Regions from separate parts of the Mus musculus genome. Here region 1 is linked to region 2. The links are chromatin contacts, called in public Hi-C maps. All regions are on one chromosome and are shown on one strand. The core of a region is the stretch at or near the end of the contact, and the rest is flanking DNA. Distances in the headings are between cores, read along the strand shown.

Region 1 (4,060 bases), core at 830-3,329, 1.6 Mb before region 2:
CCATGTAGCACACACACACCCCCATCTCCGCAGAACATTTAAATAATACGTTGGCATAGTAACTGAAAATTGACTGACCTTTAACCAAAACAAAACAAAACAAAAATCGGCTGAAAGAAAACTGAACCACACTTATCAACACACAAAAACGCATTGTTATGTTTCGTAAAAATTATTTTTGTGAAAACTGAACCACTGGAGTTCGAACGAGTTGCATCTGAGAGCTAATTTGAAGGCCAACCGTAGAAGTGATTTTTTTTTTTAAGGAAAGAAAAGGCGAATGGTGCTATCGAAGGGTACTGTATTAAAAAGAAATAAATTAACTGGGGGCGGAGAGGCAGCTGCAAATCAGTCATTGTTTTCTGAAAGGCCAGGTTATCTCCGGGATTTTTTTTCCCCCCCTCGGAGGCTCAACCAATCCCCACCTTTTCTGAGTTAACCAGTCTCCAGGCAAGCCGCGCTTCTTGATTGGCTCGGAGACACCGAGTAGAAAAAGCAGCCAATCCTTCGCAAGCCAGACCTGTGCTATGGAGACGTTACAACCACTGCATGGCAAGAGTGTGTACAAACCTGTCGGTACAGCAAGGCCACCTCCCACTCCTAAAGACATGTGCGGAAGGATTCCCTAAAGCCAGCGGGCCCTGCCTCCGATCTGGCTGGCATCGAGTTAAAAAAAAAATTCTTCCCGCTCTCTTTTTGGGGCAGGAATAAAGAAAGTGTTGTAACCAAAAGCGCGAGCGGGATAAACTGCCCCGCGGTCTGACTCCGTCTCTCGAAGCCCGGTTTTCGGAGAGCGAGAGGGAAAGTTACGGATGGGAAGGGGTGAGGGTCGCGGGCGCACCCGCCCGGAGGGAGGCCAGCCTGCCGGTGTGGAGTGAGCTTGCGAGCGAGCGTGCGTGCGTGTGGTTTGGAAGTGAGTAAATAAACAGCTCTACGGGCACTACCAGCCCGGGCAGGCGGCCCAAGTTCCCACAAGGCTCGGCCTGGGAAAACGGCGGGGCGCTCGCAGGGGCGCGAGGTCAAGTCGGGGCGGGAAGGCACCCGGAGAATCCGGGGGCGGGAGGGGTGTGTCGGGGCCTGGAGGCCCGCCAGGCGCTGGAGGAGCTGCCGGGGAAGCTGCCGCGGCGCCCGCCTTCGCTCGGCCTCGGGCCCCGCGCCAGGGCCCGCCTCCCGCGACGCCTCACTCCCCTTCCGCCCGCCCGCCCGCCCGGCCCGTGCCTGCCCGGGGTTGCCGCGTCTCTCGCTCGCCGCCCGCCTCGGGCCCTCCTCCTCTGGGACTCCGCGCTCCCGGGATCCCCTCCCGCTCTTTTCCTCCCCGAGTCCCGCCGCCCGCCTCGCCAACCTCCGCCTTTACCTGCTGCGGGAGCGGGGCGTCGAAGCCCCCGGGCCGTGTCGTCGAGTAAGCGCCGCGGGTCCGCAACCCTTTCCCGCCGCCGCCAGCCACTACGCTCTCCGGCGCGGCGCGGCGCGGCGCGGGGCTGGCGAGCAGCTGTGTCCGCGGGGCGGGGGTGGGGGAGACGCAGCGAGCGTGCGGAGCGAGGACACACTGCCGCTCTCCGTCCGACCGGGGAAGAGCAGCCGCGCAGGAGCCCGCCGCGAGAGGGCGGGTGGGCGGCCGCGTGGGGAGGGGTCTCGCGGCCGCCGCAATGGCTGCCACGTAGCCAGGTGGATCTCCGCCCCCGCCCCGGGGCCGCGACCTCTGCTGCTCCGCACACCCCCCACCCACCCACCCCGGGCTCTCCAGGATGCGTCGGCCCGCGCCCGCCACGGCGCCGGCCCGGAGACCCGAGCCCACCGGTGCTGGCGCCTCGCTGGCTCCGTTACGAGAAGTGAGTCCCGGGCCTGGCGGGAGGCGCAGCCCGGGACCCGCGGGGCCCCCCGAGGCTCTCCCGGAAGCTTGCGGCCCGCCGCTGTCCCCCGAGGGCTCCGGGGAAAGGCAGGCGCTGGGACCCCCCCTACTGCTGCCCGTGTAAGCGCCCCGGTGAGCCGCGGCCGGGTCTAACCCTCACCTCTCTCCCGAGCCCGAAAAGCAAAACAAGGTCGTTCTGGCCCTGGGCAGCGAGGGAGGAACTAGGAGCTGGGGCGGGCGGGACTGCAGCTGCGAGGTCGGCGGGGCGAGGCGATGGGCCCCGCGCTGTCCCCCACGGGGGCCCGCTCACTCGGGGCGGACGGGCGGCGGCGCCCCGCGGGAACAAAGGGCCCCGCGGCCCCAGCAACCGGGACGGAGGCTGCCGGGATCCAGCCCGCGCCGCCAACGTGCGGTCGGAACCCGCTGGCCTGAGCCCAAAAGAGCTGCGGCCTTTGCCAGTGTGGAGCTGGAGTTTTCAGGTGCCAAGAAAAAGCAACAGTGTTCCCTTTCCCTGTTAACGATCCTGGATGATTAGCCCGTCCCCTAAGCCCGCTCCATGTTTTTCCTTGTTGGACTCTGACTTCCTTGCTTAATTTGTTCTGTCCTGACATGAAACGATCAGAGTACAAAAGTGTGTGTCTCTCTCTAGCCTTCTGATTAATGATGCTACTGGTCGTTTCGGAGTTTTTAGTTTTGTTCTTTTTGTTTTTGTGTCTGTTTTCTCCTGGACTTTCCTCTCTCTTTGCAATTACTTTGTATTTTTCACTGCCCCCCCCCCCCGTAGTAAAATAACCTCTTGATATTCATCCACATCAGAGAGACAGATTATCTGTCAATTGTTATGGCAATTATTTAAACTGAATGTAGATTTGGAAAGAATACAAGTGAAAAAAATCCCTTTAGATCTGGCTTGAACATTCTCACACTCAATGAGCAAATGGTCTAGTGGGGTTTTTTCTAGAAACTGGTGTATTTAAGCAAAGAAACTAGTGTACTTAAGCAAATAAATGTTCTAATGAAATCTCCCACACAGAAAAGAATATGAATGGATGTGTTTTTTATTTTCTTTGTCTTTTTAGAGATCTCTTGAGTTTCAGTGTTTAAAAATATATACTATACAAACATCTTTATTAAGGCTTATTCTAAATATGGTAAACAAAAGAAATTTAATAGTCTACAATCCCGAGCGTAAGTAGCTACTGCTGAGAACCTAACATTAATCTGTTTCTAAGCAGCTATTAGGAGCCTAATAACTGTAATATATGCCACTTTTGAAATGAAAGAAACTTAGTAATTATAGACTTCAAACAAACCTAGCAAATTTATATTAATTTTGTTCATCTGAAATATGTTCAACGTGATAATAAAAACTTGTATTTAAGTTCTTGAATTTCTTTTGAACATCTGTTAAGGATTTATCACATCTTAAGTCCAAATAATAAAAGGGGGGAATTCTTAAACATTAGAAAATATATTTCAAGGGACAGCACCACCCAATCTGAATTACTTTTGCTTACTATGTCAAAAGAAAAGTATCAAACCCATAAAATTCTCACAGATGTAAAGAACAAAGCCATCTTTACCAGTGTGCACAATGCCAGGCTTGCTTTATGAATACTTCCAAGGACTCCTCTTTCCTTATTGGCTCACATTCTAAGCCAATAGGAAAAGTACAACACATCTTTCAAAGGAGGAGACAGCATTGGAATAAATGGATTGTTTATCACATTCATTCTCTCTCCAGCTTAGGTCCTGTAGTTTCAAAGGAGACATGTAAGAGTCTGAATTACTGAGTCTCCAGACAGGGGTGCTACTTCTCAGGGGTGCAACTCCACCTCTGCAGTCTTCCAGTTGACTAGAGTATAATTGGTTATAATTAATTGTGTGAAAGTAGTATTTAAAATACCAGATGAATATGTAGAATGGCAAAATGCTACCAGCTAATACTTTTAATAATGAGGTGACTACTCAAATTTTAGTTAAAAAACTGGCCCTTAAAGGAACTAGAGATTTGTAAATGTTTTCAGAACATTTGGAACATATTTATTGTATAAATTATAAAGCTGTTTGTTTATATTTGCATTTGGAGCCTAAGTATGATTTCATTGCCACAAAAAGTAATGTATGGCACCTTTATTTCCCTCTGCTTAATTCTAGATTTTACAGATGTATGATCTCTTACTGGATTACCAACTCCTGGAAGATAGGTTG
Region 2 (3,935 bases), core at 982-3,481:
CAAGCATCCTTCTTGTCCTCCTGTCCCTTAGTCTATCAAATAGCTGTTGGAAGGAGGGGCATCAGTTAGTCCTTCTCTAGGGGCACACCCTAGAAAATAATGGGTCACAAAGTAGCTCCCACCAACACCTGGCTCTGCACCTCGGCTGGGGCCTTCTTAGTCCAGGTCTTCCAGGAATGAAGGATCAGAGATTAACAAAGGCTAGGTAGTGAAGGGCTAGGGGGGCAGTCAGTGTTCCTCCAGACACCCATCCATCGCCTCCAGGTTTCCTCGGGTACTGGGACTTGTATGTTAGAAGGCTCTTATACATTAGAAGGGTTATCAGGGAACCCTCGAGCTCTCCTGGGACAGATAAGGGTAGGTTGTGTCAGGGAGGCCCACTGCAAAGCTCTCCTTTGGTATTAATAAGTCATAACTACACCAAAGCTTTTCCCCTTTTCTATGGGTTTGTAAATGACTGAACAAATCCACACCCCCCCCCAAAAGCATCCCTTTTAATGGTCCTCTGCTGGTTTCAGACTGTCCATTGCACCACATTTGGTCCCTTGGTCATTAGTTCATACATGCAGCCTTTTATGGGGTACCAGCTAACTCACTGCAGCATCTACCACACAGTAGAGCTCACGGCACATCAATGGTTTCTTACAGATAAACTTAAGAGAGTTGGTCCCTTTAACTTGATAGGAACGAACATTAAAGACAGGCACATCAGAGGCTCAGCTTCCCATTGCTAAGAGTTTTGCAAAGCACCCACCCGTTTATGTACTTTTCATGCCTCTTCCTGGTTCCTTAAGAAAGTCCTCAGGGTTCCCAGGGAGGAACTGACTCTGCAGAAGGGGGGCACCGTGAATGCTGAGAAAAGAGAAAAGAACTCGCTAGCCTCAGCGAGCTCTCAGGCAAGGTAGTGAGACCCTGAAAAGTGATACATTCCTACCTTTGGGTACAGCTGCCCTCTCCTTCTCCCATCCCACCCCTCCCACCTTGAGCAGGCTCCACAAACAATAAAGCCTAAGTGTGGCCATTCTCCAACTCATGGGAATCCCACTTCACATCGAGGGGGTCTTAAAAGGGATCTTTGCCCATGGAGGTGCAACGCAAAAAGTTTAGAAGTTTAGACTTGTAGAGACAGCTGAGCTTCCTGGGTGTGACCCATTTAAATTAGGTCATTCAAAAATTCCCTTCTAACACCTGGCTCTAAATAGAAGAACGGCTTGCAGCCACTAAGAGGACGAAGGAGGGTTGTACGTAGGAGGTGAATGCCTGCCATCATCAGTACCAGGGCGCTGAAGATGTTTGCTGAGAGAAACACTCATCACTTTCAATTTCTTTTCCTTTTTAAGCAACTTCCGGAGAACAAGGCATTTAAAATAAAATCACAACCAGGAACGCCACACCTAGGTGGGGTTCAAACAGAACGACACATCTTTTAGAAAAGAAGAGAACAGCAACCTGTGAAGTTAGAGTGAGCCTCTTACTCACGTAGCAACCCGGAAGCTGCTAGGAAACAATCAAGCCGGGTTTCAAAATGACCAGCACAGGATGTGCCCATAGAAAGAAATGTTGCGTGCACCGAGAAGCTGCCAAAGTTACCGCTGCAAAGTACCCTGAACTTTCAAAAGGCGGCCTGGGGTCACTCTGACCGGCCTCGTCCGAGCTGGATGCCTTACAAACACTTGTGCCCCGGTGATATTTGGCGGGAGGGAGTGGGGCGGGATATGCAAGGAGGAGGAGCAGGGGACCTGAGCACCTTCGTCGCAGCGCAGAAAGCATCAAGGTTTCTCCCCCCCCCCCCCACCCCCAAGCAGAGGACAACAAGGTAGCTCTGAAATCCCGCCTCTTCCCCCTCCCCCACCAGAGCACCCCAAGAGACCCGGCAGCAACGCCCTTGGGTGGCGGGACCGCGCCTTCTCTGCAGCAAGGGAGCTCAGGGGCATGCTGGAAGTGGAGGGTTGCCCCGCACCCTAAGGACCCAAGGTGGAACCTACCAGTGAGGTGGCACGCTCAGAACTCCGGGCTGAGCTAGGGCGCGCAGGTGCTCCCGGGCACCCAGAAGATGGCCTGGGCGGGCGGGGCGTCCATGGTCCTCAGCTGGCTGTGCTCTTGCCGCCCCACGCTGCTGGGGTGGGGGTCCACTCCACAGTCTCTGCTTCTCTTGCGGGTTGAAGAGACGGTCGGTCCGAGGTGGCTTGCAGCAACAGGCACCGCGGTGTGGCCGGCGGCGGCGACAGCAGCTGAGGAGGAGGAGGAGGTGTCTGCGCGCGGCTCGCTCGCGTTTCCTCCTCCCGGGCTGGGCGAGCGCTGGGGAAAGCAGAGGCGGGGGAGGGGGACAGCAGCCGGAATCTCCCTAGTGAGTCCCCCGGGAGCCAAGAACAGGAGTAGATGCCCTCCCTTCCCCTCCGCACCAAGCGACTCTGGCTAGGCGACTCGGCCCAGACTGGCGAGTCACAGGCGAGCAACAGCTGCTGCAGTGCGGGTCCTCCGCGGCCTCCCTCCCCTCGCTCCCCAGCGGTCCATCCTCAGCCCGCCCAGGGGCCACCAGGCGCCACCCCACGAGAGCTCGGGGAAGGTGCAAGCATCGCCACCCCATCCAGCCTCAGCGCGAAGTCCTGGCCCGGAATATTCCCTGCGTGCTCACAAGTGATTATGGCCCTCCCGGCGGGATGTGTGGTCACACACCGGGCTCTTGACCGCTTATTTATAGCAGGTAGCCCTGCCCGAGGCTGTTTTGGCGTGCGAGGTTCTCAGCAGGTGGCAGCGGAGCCCGCGCTCCCTGAGGGATCCTGCTTCTCTGCACGCACCCTCCGAAACGGACCCGGAGATCACTGCGCAGCGTACCCGCAGGCCACCCAGCCACCAGCCCTTCCCCCGCCTCATCCTTCTTGCATTGGGGTCGAATGGCAGGATGGGGGCTGGTGGGGGGAACCAGGAACCGAAGCAGGATGGGACGCTGGCACTCCAGGCAGCAAAATCGGGGACTCAGAGAAACACCCGGGATGAAGTGCCCTCCGCGGATTAGCCTCTACTAAACCCATCTCTGGCCAGGTGCGGGGAGTGACGCAGAGCCCGGACCGCGCGCTTTTTCCCTCTCTGCGTGCGGAGCACACACACGCACGCACTGCGCGTCTGTGTGCACGCCAGAGAGCCACAGAAACCTCTCAAAGCACCATTCCCGCAAGTTAAAGAGGCAGACTCACTCCAAAGAGCAGAAGGGATCCAAGAAAAGTGAGCGGTGCACGTGGCTTGGATTGTATCTAGAGCCCTCCGTAGCTGCCATGTGGGGTTAGTTCATTCTTTATTACACCATAGTTTGTCTTCCTAGTTTCAGATCGAGAGAGAGAGAGAGAGAGAGAGAGAGAGAGAGAGAGAGAGAGAGAGAGAGAGAGAGAGAGAGAATGAATGAGAATAGATATAGCCAGGAATAGTCTAAGGAAAAGAGTGTTGATTGGTTCGTGGAAAATGCTCCGCAGGAAAAGATCAGGTTATCCAGCTAAACTCTATCGTCTTCAGCATCATACTATCACTGTTTCATGCTTTTATCTTCAACCCCATTGTTAAGTTGTCCTTCCCGCTCTGTGGCCTACAGACCATGGCTACTTCCAGAAGGTCACCACGTCAAGACAAGCGACATGCCAGCCATTGAAGGAGCATCCCAGCCACATTTGGACCTATTGCTTAACTACCCTGCCTGGCAGTCTCCACCATAGAAGGGACAGAGAATTTCTGGAGCATGCTTACAGAATAGGGCCAGAGCCACCTCATCTACCATTTCCTTCCCTTATCTTGTCCTCACCCTGCCACCTCCTCCCTGCAAAACGTTTGATTCTGGAGTGCAGGAAGGCTTAGCAGTCAAGTAGAGACCAGATGGTAAAGGAAGGCAGTGCCTGGGTAGAGTAGCCTAGTAGTCCAGGCTCCAGCTGGTGCTGGGAGGAGGGGGA

Evidence for each region. A called contact is a pair of places that touch in the nucleus more often than the background predicts.
Region 1: a Hi-C map of B cells shows a contact between it and region 2, with 7 read pairs. The contact joins the promoter of N4bp2 here to the promoter of Tbc1d1 in region 2. A contact is called at or near these places in 2 of 39 promoter capture datasets (cranial neural crest and pre-B cells) and 1 of 484 Hi-C or Micro-C datasets (B cells).

The regions. Positions count from the first base shown.
Region 1 is chr5:65,761,540-65,765,599 of GRCm38.p6, reverse strand. N4bp2 (NEDD4 binding protein 2) reads right to left here and starts at 2,079. Exons shown (of 20, transcript NM_001024917.1): 1 at 2,010-2,079.
Region 2 is chr5:64,158,556-64,162,490 of GRCm38.p6, reverse strand. It overlaps Tbc1d1 (TBC1 domain family, member 1), which reads right to left and starts at 2,231. Exons shown (of 22, transcript NM_001310611.1): 1 at 1,986-2,231.